3 separate regions of the Mus musculus genome follow, and all the other regions are linked to region 1. Evidence: chromatin contacts called from public Hi-C and promoter capture Hi-C data. All regions are on one chromosome and are shown on one strand. Each heading gives the region's core, a stretch centred on a gene start, on an enhancer-like site or on the middle of the called end of the contact. The rest is flanking DNA. Distances are from core to core; before and after follow the strand shown. Region 1 holds the start of Micu3 (mitochondrial calcium uptake family, member 3). Region 2 holds the start of Pdgfrl (platelet-derived growth factor receptor-like). Region 3 overlaps Mtus1 (mitochondrial tumor suppressor 1).

What was found. Promoter capture Hi-C pulls out the DNA fragments that hold promoters and counts their contacts. A called contact is a pair of places that touch in the nucleus more often than the background predicts.
Region 2: a promoter capture Hi-C map of the HPC-7 cell line shows a contact between it and region 1. The contact joins the promoter of Pdgfrl here to the promoter of Micu3 in region 1. A contact is called at or near these places in 3 of 39 promoter capture datasets (the HPC-7 cell line, embryonic stem cells and stem cell-derived epiblast-like cells).
Region 3: a Hi-C map of myeloid progenitors shows a contact between it and region 1, with 3 times the contacts expected there. The contact joins the enhancer-like site here to the promoter of Micu3 in region 1. A contact is called at or near these places in 2 of 39 promoter capture datasets (the C10 cell line and cranial neural crest), 6 of 484 Hi-C or Micro-C datasets (the Ba/F3 cell line, cerebellum, embryonic fibroblasts and 3 more) and 1 of 9 other capture datasets (macrophages).

What each region holds. Positions count from the first base shown.
Region 1 is chr8:40,305,415-40,309,908 of GRCm38.p6, reverse strand. Micu3 (mitochondrial calcium uptake family, member 3) reads right to left here and starts at 1,886. Exons shown (of 15, transcript NM_030110.2): 1 at 1,499-1,886. The coding sequence starts at 1,858. Mir7666 (microRNA 7666) reads left to right here and starts at 1,980; the gene lies at 1,980-2,034.
Region 2 is chr8:40,923,713-40,927,957 of GRCm38.p6, reverse strand. It overlaps Pdgfrl (platelet-derived growth factor receptor-like), which reads right to left and starts at 1,725. Exons shown (of 6, transcript NM_026840.3): 1 at 1,533-1,725. The coding sequence starts at 1,587.
Region 3 is chr8:41,044,552-41,049,092 of GRCm38.p6, reverse strand. It overlaps Mtus1 (mitochondrial tumor suppressor 1), which reads left to right. Exons shown (of 14, transcript NM_001005863.2): 5 at 1,007-1,045. Among named protein-coding and RNA genes, the nearest start is that of Gm16193, 6.2 kb to the left of the region's middle. Within about 2 kb of position 1,927, at least 26 of the 459 cell types and tissues checked have an H3K27ac peak or open chromatin away from gene starts, as enhancers often do. A contact at or near this core is called in macrophages and myeloid progenitors, where this site is marked.

The sequences.
Region 1 (4,494 bases), core at 637-3,136:
CTATGCAGCATGCATGATGTCCTGGACTTGGCCACTAGTAACATAAAAAGAAACAAAACCACAAAATAAATGAATAAAGGCAAAGCGGACAAATGTTTACTACGCAGGAGGTGGTCCATTCTGTTCCAGATCTATTAACTTAGTTAACGCCCACAGTGTTGTTGAGTCAGAGTCTAGCTTTCAGAGCACTCATGGAACCACGTGATCCAGTTTCTCCAATTTAAAGGTAACGTTCATTTTTAAAAGGGAGGAAAGAAAACACTATTTGCATGTTCCCTACCTCATTAATCTGTTTCCAGACCAACTCCAGTTGACTAAAAGTTCTCACGTGGTCAAAAGACAAATGTCATGCTACTCTCCTAAGCCACAAAATAGCATGTCTGTATGTGTGGGGTTGAAGGCTGACAGTGTTTGCTAGTACTTGATTATTTATTTGTATAAAAGTACTTTACACAGCGTGCGTGTCATTTATCACTAAGCAAAGGTGGATAGCAGAGATCCCCTAACCTAAATGCACTGCCAACCTGGATCCAAAACATACACAAGAAGCTGGGTACTTGTACATGGCCACTACAGACCTACATACAGGAGAAAAAAAATACAAAATTTCATTAAGGTTAAAAGGGGCACTATTTCACCCAATCTTGTCATATCCTTTTAGTCTTGATGTAGAAATATTCCCTAGGCTAATTCTTGAAGTCATTTACATGACAATTAAACAGAGAACAGTGTGTGTTGGAGTGGAGTGGGGGGGGTAGGGGGACACAGGACACATCCCTTACTCTTCTTGCCTTAACAGTCTTTACCTTATATCAGAACTACATTGTAGCTCAACGTTTTTATATGATACTTCTGCAGTTAGCTTCACTCATAGTTTCCCACCTTTCATGACCTCTCTTCCTGTTTGTTCTAACCTATCATGTCAGGGATTCTGGGTTTATTGAGAGAAAGAGAAAGAGAGGTGTACTACTTTTGAGTAACGTTTCCCTTCCCAGTATAGCAACACCTCTCTTGGGACTGCTGTACACTAATTGGCAGACTCCAATATCTAAAGAAGCCTTCAGAATGCATCCAGCACTCGCTTCCAGGAATATTTGCTCTTGCTGTCTCTCACTCATCACTTACTTCTTCGTGTTTATGCCTGTCAAGTCCTTTAGTTGTGACACTGTGTGTCGTGGGGTGGGGTGTCTGGTTTGTATTTGGTTGCTCGACGGTAGCTGCAGCAACCAGAACGGTGCTGAGGCATGAGTGACAGCATCATCTTCATCTCTCCCAGAGCATCCTAGTGCACAGAGACGTGCCTGGCGTGGATCTACGCTGCTCACTGGAGGTTCCTCACTCTCTGTTACAGGAGCTCGCAGTGCTTCCACAACCTCCACTGTCAAGTGTCAGTCAAGTGTCACCGCGACCCCCAAGCCCTCCCTGGGCAGGTGGCACACCTGGCAGTCCAGCCCTCTGGCGTCACCTGCGCGGTGCGCGCACGCGCTCAGGCACTTACCGTCTCCTTGGCAGCAGCCACCGGGATGGGCAGCAGCCCCCTGCCGCGGGGCGGGTCCTCGAGTTCCGGGGCCGCTAGCTCCGAGGGGTCGGCTCTGGGGTCCCCATACAGCTGGTAGCACACAAGGCCGACCAGCCCCCCGCCAGCCGCCGCCGCGATGCTCAGCTCGCCCCAGCGTCGCCGCCGCCACGCCGCCTCCGCGACGGCCCCCTCGTCCTCCTCCCGGCAGGAGAAGGGCCGGCCCGACATCCCGGGAGCCGTCCCCGCAGGCCGCCCCCACGGTGAGAGGAAGGGCTGCTGAGGGGCGAGCGCCGGCGACAGCCGAGGCGGCGGCCACAGGAACCTCCGCAGCGCAGCCATAGCGGGAGCTGCGGGCCGGGCCGAGCCGAGCCGAGGGGACGGAGGGGGGCGGGAGGGGCGGGCCGAAATCTCGCGAGAAGTCGGCGCGGTGCTGGAGCTCGGAGCGGACCCGCGGTCCTCCGTAGCCCGGGCGGTGCTTCCCCGAGAGTCGCCGTGGGATGCAGCGCACGGGCGAGAGAAGCTCCAAAGCTTCCCAAGTCCAGGCTGTTCTCCTTCCTGCTTCCTCAGCCCAGCCACGCCGTGGTAGAGGACGGCGCCCGTAACCACGGCTGTGGGCAAGGGACCCCCAACCCTGGGGAACCGCTGGGAGGCGGAACTCCAGGAGCCGAGCTGCGGGGTGACCCGGCGCCCCTCCAAGACAGGCCGCGCTGCTCTGGGTGCCCTGCTCGGTGCCGAATTCTCTGATGCTCCGAGCGCTTTGTGGTTGCGTGCAGACCGTTGCTTCAATCATAAAGTCTGCAGTTCTGAATGAATATTTTTGGACTCCATAAGGCTGGCTTCTGGACTTTGGGCAAGGACAGGCTAATGATTTATAGTTAGTGTTAATATTTTTTAGGAACTACTAGTATGTGTATGTGACATTACTCAGTTCAATAAAACCGTCAAATATGTGAAACAACGGGTTTTCATCATTCTTATGACTCAATTGTGTGTGTGGGTGACTGATGGTATAAATGTAACTGAGAAGTGCAGTGTGCCCTCTTTTATGCACGTTATACAGTGTGTGTGTGTGTGTGTGTGTGTGTGTGTGTGTGTGTGTGTACACGTTGCCAGCATCAGCTTTACTGACTGAGTTATGCCTGCATTGCTCTTTGTGTGGAACGGTGCCAGGAACCCCTGAAAAGTTTCAGATCTAGAAGGATAGTCAGCAACATCCAAGTTTAATTGCTTGGTTTTCTGGCCTATATCCTACTATGTCTGTCCCTCACCCCTTATCTTCAAGTAACCCATTATATATGCTGTGTTACGTTTTGCTTTAATAGAGATTAATACAGTTTTACTTCCTTAAAGCTCCTAAAAATGGTAAAAAAGATATCTGTGACATATAAGGACAGTATCTATTTTAGGTTATCTGTTTTCCACTGAAGCCTGTTAATTCCACTAGCATGACTTATGGCAGCTCCATACTTTCCCAGGAATTTTTTTTTTGTCGTCTCTGATTTCAAACATTTTTAGGCATTTAGTTCCCTAAGGTATGCATGTATAAGTGTGTGTGTGTGTGTGTGTGTGTGTGTGTGTGTGTGTGTGTGTGTGTGTGTGTGTGGCGATGTGTGTGTACCATAGGTCCTCTAAACTTGTCTTTGACCTGAGCACAATTTCCTGGTATTTTTATAATATTCCAACATGGACTATTACCAGAAATCTTGGACAGACTAGATTTTTATTCATGGCACTTAAAAAGCTAAGAAGCTATAAAGAGAAATAGGAAAGTAATACATACTGTCATTACAATGGTATGTATATGACATATGCACATAGTTATTTTTTTCAATCATAATTTATAGGCCATATTTCTATTTTCTCTGGGGAGAAGCCAAATTCAGCTGTAAGAAGTACAGAGTTCTACAGAGTATTCAAATGTAGATTAAAATGTCTCATGCGCAGAAATTATTGAACTTTCCGTACTTTCTTTCTTTGAAACCCAAACTCTGTTAAGAATAATCATTGTTTTCTCCCCAAGTTATCTGCTCTGTGGCAGTTGCTACAGAAAAATAGCCAAATTGCTATGCTATCTGGAAATTTTTTAAGTTTAATTCCCAAAGTGATTTTAAAAACAAAACAAAACATGGTATTAGGAATTTGGTACTTCTTGAAACTTCAGGTAAGTATAGATTCAGCCTAAATTTTATTCCTCACTTGGATCAATTCTAAAGAGATCAGCGATTCCCCTCCACCCCTGCTTCACAGTGAAACTCAAAATAGTCAAAGAAGCAGTCACTTGCATTCATTCACTATTGTCTAAGTGAAAAAGAATGTTCTGGAAAACATACAAGAATTAACCCAGAAATGATTCTCCAGAAATGGGTGTACTTATACAACTAGTAATCACAGGCTAGAGACCTGGCCTTTCATCCTGACTGTATAGCAACTATTATAATGTCTCAGAGGCCACAGTTTCAAATACATATATATCAGGGCTATATATGCCTCATGGATCTCTTTCATTCATTCATATATATATATATATATATATATATATATATATATATATATATAATAGCATTTGGGTTTTTTCCAATTCTACAGCACATAGTATCTCTCACATCTTATCTCTTCAAATCTGCAATTGTCCTACTTGCTTTGTGTTTTCAACTTAGAAACTGCAACTCCTGACCTAGTGATGTTAGTCTTTTGCTAGCTGCCATCTTGCAAATAAGAGAATAACCTTTGTTTGTTGACAATGTGGACTCATCAGGAACAACTTAACAGAACTCCTGTAGTAGCTTACCATTTGTCTTAGTCTGCACCCGAGCTCCCAAAGCCTGAGTAGCTATAAGAGAGGCATATGCCCTGATTTGTGCATGCTATTCACACACACAGACACACAGACACACAGACACACACACACACACACACACACACACACACACACACACACGGTTCCCTCAGTCCTGACAACAGCAGCAGGACCGTGA
Region 2 (4,245 bases), core at 476-2,975, 620 kb before region 1:
ACTGCATCCCCACCATTTTAGCAGTCAGAGACAAGGACCTGCCAGGAACGATTTAATACCGTGTTGTGCAGACTGAGCTCAGGGCAAAGGGGAACTGCTGTTCCCCTCCCCCAGAGGCTCTGCTTACACTTTTTTATTTACTCAGTCAGAGTCTGTCCTTAAGGAGCCTCGTGCACAGTGTCATGAGCCACCACCACCTTGAACGTCTGCATACTCGAGGCAGAGGACTGTAGCTTTAGAGAATGGAAACCCGGATGGAAGGGTCGGGATTGATGAGTGGATCAGTCCCAAGCCAGGTTGAGCCGGCTCCAGCATGGGATTGCATAACAGCAAGACACTTTTCAACCAAATCTAAGGAGCACATTTGTGGCAGTAACTGAGGAATTTTAAGGAAGCCTTGAGATCGGTCGCCAGATGTACTATGCAAACAGCAACGATTAAATAAATGATGCAGGAAATAAAATAATTAATTAAATTAAAATAATTAGCAGTGATATGTACTTAAAAAAATGTATAGTGTATAAAAACCACACACACAAACACACACACACACGTAATAAAGCCTAATCCTACGGTTATCTGTCTACAATACAGGATGGACCTAGGGCAGGTACACATCTCAAATAAACATTTTTTAAAGTGATGTAGTGGTTGGTGAAGTGGCTCCTTTTCATTACCATAGCGCAAGGAGGAAGCTCACCCCTGCACGGTGCCTTTTGATTTTCATAAGTCTGCTGTAGCATACACACTCCCAAACACACACACACACACACACACACACACACACACACACACACACACACACACACACACACACACTAAATGCAATTTAAAAAATTAAATGATGCAAGGCCCTCCTATGTGCTACAAAAAAAAAAAGTAGGCTTTGTTTCCATCCATCCTCTTATTTATACGGAAAATATAACTGCGGTCTAGTTTTTTTTTTTTTTTTTTTAAATTGGTTTAGTGCAGCATTTTGTTGTTGTTGTTGTTAAAAGACCTAGGCAAATCTAGCAGGATTTTAGTTCAGATTGGTATACAACAACAGCAACGACAACAACAACAACAAGCAAACAAAACAAGACTGTAATGGGGAAGGAAGACACACAGGGAATTTTCCACAAGAATCTCTTTGCTTAGGTGGCACCGGCTACAATAGTCCAGGGCGAGGATCGGTCGTATAAAGGTGGAAGCGAGCCACTGCGGGCGCGCCATCAGACCGACACGTTGACACAGGGGGCTGGACCAGGCTCCGTCTGGGGAAGATGGGGTAGATCGGTTCGATCGCCTGTGGCTTTCTGATAAGGCTAGAGAAGTCCTGATAGGCTCTTTCGGTCAGTGCAACCGCCGCCTTCACAGGAGTTCTTCAGGGCGATGGGGGAAAGGAAAAGAAGAAAGGGGACCCTTCTAGGACGAGCCAGGTACACCGGAAGGTGACCAGCGCTGGGGACGATCCCTATGGCCAAAAGTTAGAGGAGTTGCTGAGAGAATCTCGGACTGGGCGAAGGCGGTCAGAAGCCAGAGTCACTCACCATCTTCCAGCGCTTCGTGTAGCAACAGAAGTCCGAGCAGCAGCCAAAACTTCATCTTCAGGGCTGGTGACCTGCAGAATAGTTCAGGACTGCAGACGGCGCGACAGGCTGTCCAGGGCAGGGCAGGGGCGCAGAGGGGAGGCGGCGCCTGGGACACCACAGCTGGAGGATTCGGTTTCACTGGGGGAAACACAATTTGGGGGAAAAAAAAGAAGATTAAAAAAAATTTTTTTCCCCTGTGTAATGTGATCTCTTCTGCCCCCTGGTGGAGTGGTGACGGATAGAGCTATTACCAAGCACTGGGAAGACAAATGACTAGGAAGGCCTAAGGTGACCTAGATGATGGAATCAGGAATCAGTCCACCTTCTCTGGTAGGGTCTTGCTTCTTAGCAAAAAAGTGCGTCTTAAGTTTCTCTTGGTCCCCAGGTGTTCTCTTACTTGCACTAAAAAAAAAAAAAAAAAAAAAAATGGGTTTGCTATCGCATTAAAAAATATTGTTGGTTGTGGCTGCTCCTTTTAGGCCTGGTCAGAGACAGGGTAAGAGCGCATCTAGTCCTGGACCTGATGAACCTGCGCATCTTATGCAGGTGAAGGAGCTGTCATAGTGGGGAGGGACGGGGCTGCCTGTCTGCAGTCAGAGGGGCTCACAGCAACTGCTTGTATGAGCTTAACAAATGGAGAACCAGAGAGAAGAGAGGAGACGGGAGGATAAGCAGATAGCGGGAACAGTATGGGGAAAGAACTGGACTTCCGGTTGCGGTAGAGCGGGCTGTCAGTGTGGACCTAAGTCTAGAAAGGCCTTTTAAGAACCCCTCCGAGTACGCTGGGAGGAAATATGCGCCCAATGGAGGAGAAGAGCATTATTAGCAGTCCTGGGCCATCAAAAGTCAGAGTGAAATGTTAGTCCTTCTCTTATATGGTTTTTATTTTTTTGCCCATGGATTGTTTTCTAAATAGTATTTTAATTATACATCTTAGTGTTTTCTATGACTAAGATTCTCATTGCTCCTTTTGGTCTTACTTAGTTAAAAAAAAATCCCTTCAAACTAGTGCACACTATTAAGAATTTGCTTAGAAAAATAAACTTAAAAAAAAAACTAAATATTGGGCATTCCTTGCTTGTTCCCTAAATAAAGACATTTAACTTCTCAAAATAATCTTCCATCTAAATAGAATCAAGACGGATTACAAAATTATTATTTTTTTAAAGTCAGACATTTCTTATTTGTTTGAGGTCTCTCTACTTTGCCCTTGCTGTCCTTGAACACACCATAGAGAGGCCTCTAACTCACAGAGATCCACCTGCCTCTGCACCCTGCAAGTACTGGAACTAAAGGTGGGTGCCCCCGTGCTTGTCAAAACAGGAGCAATGAGAATCTTAGTCATAGAAAACACTAAGATGTCTACTTAAAATAACTACTGCTAATGCCGCTTCTACTCCATTGGGCGCATATTTCTGCCAGCGTACTCTGAGGGGTTCTTAGAAGCAATGTCAAAATCTTTGCTATTCCCCAAGTCAGTCATCAAAGGTAACATAGGGTAAGACAAGGACCCCAGCTACATAATTTCCATGAGGCAAAAAGAAATGACCTTTTCAATGCCAGGAAGCATCAGGTGATAAAGACGTACCATTATCGGCTGCATACTTGCAGCAAAAGCCATCCAATGACAGGGGAACTAAAAAGCAGGAACTTCTGGTCTAAGATTGCCTGCCGCTGCCTCTCCTACCTCTGCTGCAGAGTTTCAGTGATTCATGTTTTCCTGTGTATCCAAAGAGTGCCTCTTACGAGTTGTTTATATACATACCCTCATGTCAATGTAAGCCACTTCAGAAACATTTGTCGTGCAAGCCTGACTTTTCTTGGGCTGTGAAACTCTTGGTGCTTACACATGAGCAGTTTGGGGAAGACTCTGGCATCTTGGAGAATCACTGATTAGAGAATAATAGAACCCCGAACCATGACAGTTTCTCTTTGATTTGGAACAACAGGTAGCCTTGAGTTTGCCTGGATGGCCTTTGTCTTCCAGTTGGCTGCTCCTGTCTTAAGTGCATCGAAAAGAAATCTGAAAGTTTTGACATAGTGTCTATAAGCTACTACTAGAAAGCTTCGAATGGCAGGACAGTGTTTTTGAATACTTCTCTACTTTGACCTACATTAAAAGACAAATGGAGGTAATGGGTTTGTATTTGCTTGGCCCAGGGAGTGGCACACTTAGGAGGTGTGGTCTTGTTGGAGTAGGTGTGTCACTGTGGGCATGGGCTTAAGACCCTCATCCTAGCTGCCTGGAAGTCAGTCTTCCACTAGCAGCCTTCAGATGAAGATGTAGATCTCTCAGCACCTGCCTCTCCATGCCTGCTTGGATGTTGCCATGTTCCCACCTTAATGATAATGGACTGAACGTCTGAACCTGTAAGCCAGTCACAACTGAATGTTGTTCTTATAAGAGTTCCCTTGGTCATGGTGTCTGTTCACAGCAGTAAAACCCTAACTACGACATGGGCCGATGGGATTATTTTTGTGTGTTTTGGAGAAATCTTTAAGTTACTTTGTGAAATATGGAGATGTAGCATAATCCCTCAGCAATGCAGACTTTGAGGCCTTAGACACAGAAGGGCACACACCTACAGACTAACTATTCAGGAGGCGGAAAATAATAGGGTCTCTTGGGCCCAAGTCCAAGGCTACCCTTGGCAACATAGTGGACCATCAC
Region 3 (4,541 bases), core at 678-3,177, 740 kb before region 1:
AGGTTGACATATGCATCTTGTGGAGGTCTCTTTATGATGGCTACATACTTGTAAAGGGAGATGATCTTCTTCCTAAAGTCCTGCAGATGGTCTCTGGCTGTTCCAACCAGCCGCCTTCTTCTTCTCCTTCTTCTTCTCCCTCTTCTTCTTCTTCTTCTTTTTTTTTTTAATATTTTACTTATTTATTTATTATATGTAAGTACACTGTCTTCAGACACTCCAGAAGAGGGCATCAGATTTCGTTACGGATGGTTGTGAGCCACCATGTGGTTGCTGGGATTTGAACTCAGGACCTTTGAAAGAGCAGTCGGCGCTCTTAACCACTGAGCCACCTCACCAGTCCTCCAACCAGTCTTCTACAGATGGTTAGTCACTTGATGAGTATTGGATGTCGAGCACGGGTGCTTATAGCTCTTCCAATGTCTACCTGTATGGTTCCTGGCTGCATTTTATATTGCATCAGCTTGGAGAAACATCTCTAGTGTATTCTCCTTCACAGCCTTGGGAGGGCACACACCAGCATCCCTCTTTCACAAAGTGTAGCCTGTTTCCTGTGTGCAGAAGAAGAGTGAAAGCACAAGCTAAGAGATGGGCCTCCTTTTGGCTGGAGTATAGTTCAATGGTGGAGTTTTCTCCCCAATCTGTGGGCCCTGGATTCAGACACTAGAATAAACAATAAATAAATTAATTAAAATTTAAAATGAGCTTTAATTGCCCTCGACTACAAAATATACCACGCTTTGTCTTTTTAAAATTGATGCTGTGTTTTGATGATTAATTCTTACCAGTCTTACTACGAATTAGATACTATATTGTCTATATTTGAAAAAGTGTACTTGATCAAGTTGTTTATATGTTGGAATTTTCTCAGTGGATAGCTGTAACCTAAAATTTAGAGGTTAAAGGAGGGCTTTTAGAAAATGAAATCACTGCTATTTACAAGATAACTAGAGATTTGCCTAGCATTTCCAATAAAGTGTGTGTTTATATTTCTGTCCCATTCTAGGTCCTTCAAGGAAGAGTCTGTTTACAGCTTTTAATTCAGGTAAGTGGCCACTTTATGAATATATTAAAATATTTTTATTTGAAAAGTAATGATTAAACATACTGAAATTTATTTGTAATTACTTTTGCTGGTATAGTTCTAAGTCGAAATTCAGGATTTAAGGTGTAACTAGCTGCTATGACATGGGCATTTGGGCAGCATGATTTGTTGAGCCATCTAACACAGAGGATGACATCTTGTTATACAGATCAAATTAACTTAAACTGATTTTTAAAATATGGTTCATGTGAAATAAAACTGGATACTTCTCCAAATGTGTTATTTTAAATCAGATCATCTTTAATTGTAAAATGGTCTTAAGGTATAACTTTTAACTTCTTGTACTAACTCAACAGTTAGTTCTATGTTTCTGACTTCCCCCATACACATTCTTGGTCGGACATTTCTAAGACAGCCTATAACTTAAAGCCATTCAACTACACTGTCTAATACTTCCTTTGGGGGATCTAAAGATCTTGTAAAATGTATTCATTGACGTTTCTCTGTATGACACGCAGGACTGTATGCAGCCAGCCATGCACTGCCTACAGGTTCTCATTTTTTATTACAGTGCTAGTATAAGTCACATGGCTCCCATTGCACATCACAGCAGAAAGCCAGAAAAAAGAAAGGCCACGTTACAGCGTGTAAAGTCTCTGTTATACAGGATCTCACATTGTCAGCACAGAATTCAACCATGAGCTGTGGGTTCCTACCCGGCTGTACGCATGTCAGTTAGTTTCACAACTCAAGGTGGGCCTGGAATTAGTTTGAGCCTACTGAGGAAAACTTCCCCTGTGTGGCTTTTGAAGCAACCCTGCTTGGAACTATTGACATTCCTTTTTGTTACATGCCGTGGAGTGATCAGCTTTAATGGGTCACCCAGTGTAAGTGTGATAGCATTGAGCCTCTTGGCTATTCGAGTTGGTTCTCTGTCACATTCACAGTGATTGCATTATGAGTTGTTTTGCAATCATTTCTGTCAACGTTTGCGAAGTTTTCTTGTGACGGCTACTTCAGAGTGGAGCGCACATGCGTTGTATAGTTGCTTGGATAATCATATTATTTTCAAAAAGCTTCATACTAGTTTCTGATATGATCCACAATATAGAAGCACTGGCCATATGCTGGCCAATCGCTGATTGATTGATTGATTGATTGATTGATTGATTGATTTTTAAGATATTTTATGTATTTTATTTAATGTTGTAAAGACTATTTTTTTTAATGTGTGTTTTGCCTGAATGTCTGCCAGTGTACCACATGCATTCAGTACCCTGGAAGGCCAAAGAACAGTGTCACATCCCCTGGATCTGAAGTTAGTTGTGAGCTCCCATGTAGGTTCTGGGAACTGAACCCTGTTCCCCAGTAATGCGTTTAATCTGTGAGCCATCTCTCCAGCCCCTGATTGAGGGGTTTTTTTTTTTTTTCGGGAGTGGGTGAGGGGGGAGTGTATGAAATAATATTTGAAAATTTCCATCATTATTTTAGTTTAACAGTTATTGTAAAGAAATTCTGTTACCTCCGAAGACAATGAAGAAGCTGTGACCTTGTGCGGCTCGGACGTTGGTGTAAATCTTGATTCTCCTCCTCTCTATTTCCGTCCTGACCTCTGGCTACTTGCTAAGCCTCTCCAGGGCTTGAGTTTCTCGTCTGGCTGCACGGGAATGTTCAGGAGATAAATCCCAGTGTGGGAATGGGTTTGACCGTGTAGACTATTTTCATCCCTAGCTCTCACATGGTAGCTGCCCCTGCTGCTACTGCTATCGAGGCTAACAGTACTTCTTGTTGATCGCTTTTCATGGCTTTACATTGAAGGCGCCTCCCCAATCCCACCCTGATGTGTTCTAGGAAACCCTCAAAGCAAGTGGGGAAACCCACTGAGGCTATGAACCACCTTCCAGAGGTCTAGCCGGTGTGGTTTATTTAAAGGGTATTACACTATGGAATTCTAGGCAACACTGGCTCTAAATAAAACGTGCCTGCTGTTTATGAGGAAGTTGTCATACCCACAGCATTTACCGTGGCTCCGACACTCATAGTTGCTCTTGGGGATATCTCAGGCATCCCAAGTTGTGTTTACCCAGTCCGTGGACTCCTTTATAGATCATCCCTGCCAGGTGCCATGGTGTCTGCCCTGGGAGCAGGAACACACCTGCTCCATCTGTGCCATTTCATAAACATGGCCTGGGGTCGTGTGGCTTTCTACATCTCCTTTCTCCAATGTCGGGAGGTGGTTGAGAGCTGCAGACCTACTCTGGGGAGGAGATGAGATGCCGCCACACTGTGCACCTGCTGTCTTTCCTTCTTATGCATTGGTGATCTCAACTTTGCTCTCGTGTTGAAAGGGCCGATACCATCTGGATACATGGAAAATTTGGTACTGAGCGTTACGAAGAATGGATCACTTGGTGAATCCCACTGCAACAGTGGCTACCTTTTTGGCTGAGAACTAGATCTCTTCACCCAGGGCACATGAATGTGTTCTACATAGAAAAGTTGTAAGTGTAGAAATGAAAAAAAAGCACCATGAATATAGACCTGAGTATAGAAGGCCTTCCAGTAACATGCATATAACAATAGAGATTAATAATTGTGACAGCACATGGTTTGAGCTTCCTTTTGTTAAATCATGACAAACAGTAGTAAGAACAAAGCCAGACAATGTTACTACATTTGCTCTGTGTAGCACTCTCGAAAACTAGCAAGACAGAACCAGCCTCAGAGTAGATGCTAAAAGGGCCTATTGTCTTGAGTCACCTCTGTCAACATCCTTATTGCATTTTTTTTAACTGAGAAAGAGAAGTCACTATGTGAAATTCATGGGGAACCAAATAAGAGTCCAAGGTAGCCAAAAACAATCTTGTGGGCGGAAAAACAAAGGCGATGGTACCATAATTCTTGCTTTCAAGTCTGTAATTAAAACAGTCTGAAATGGGTATGAAGGTAGATACATAGACCAGTGCAATGAATGGGACAGCCCAGAAACAAACCTGTGGACTTACAGTCCGCTGAACCTGGCAAGACTGACGAAAATACCAAGCAGAACCGTCCTCTCTCCAAGAGATAGCGTGAGGAGAATTAGATGTCTGTGGGTGCAGCGAACTCCAGCCTTCATCTCACCTCATACACAGTAAACAACTCAAAATGAATTAAAATAAGACTCGAAGCCCAAAAACCTCAGGAGGAGAGGCAGAAGGGGAGCGTTTCATGGCTTTGTCGTTGTCCGTGATTTCTTAGATTGATACAGAAGCCTGTGGCAAGCAAAATTGGACATGTGGGACTCCCCAACTCTTCTGCTTAGCCAGGGTGACCGTCGGTAGCATGGTAGGTGGCCTACGAGATGAAGGGACTGTCTAGAAGCCATATCCCAATGAGGGCTGACTTACCAAAGAGGAGTCAGGGTGTGGAAGGAGCTTTGATCTGCCAGGTATGCAGCATTCTCACCATAACTGATGTAAGAATAGCTTACATATCTGTAGGTAAAGAAAATGTG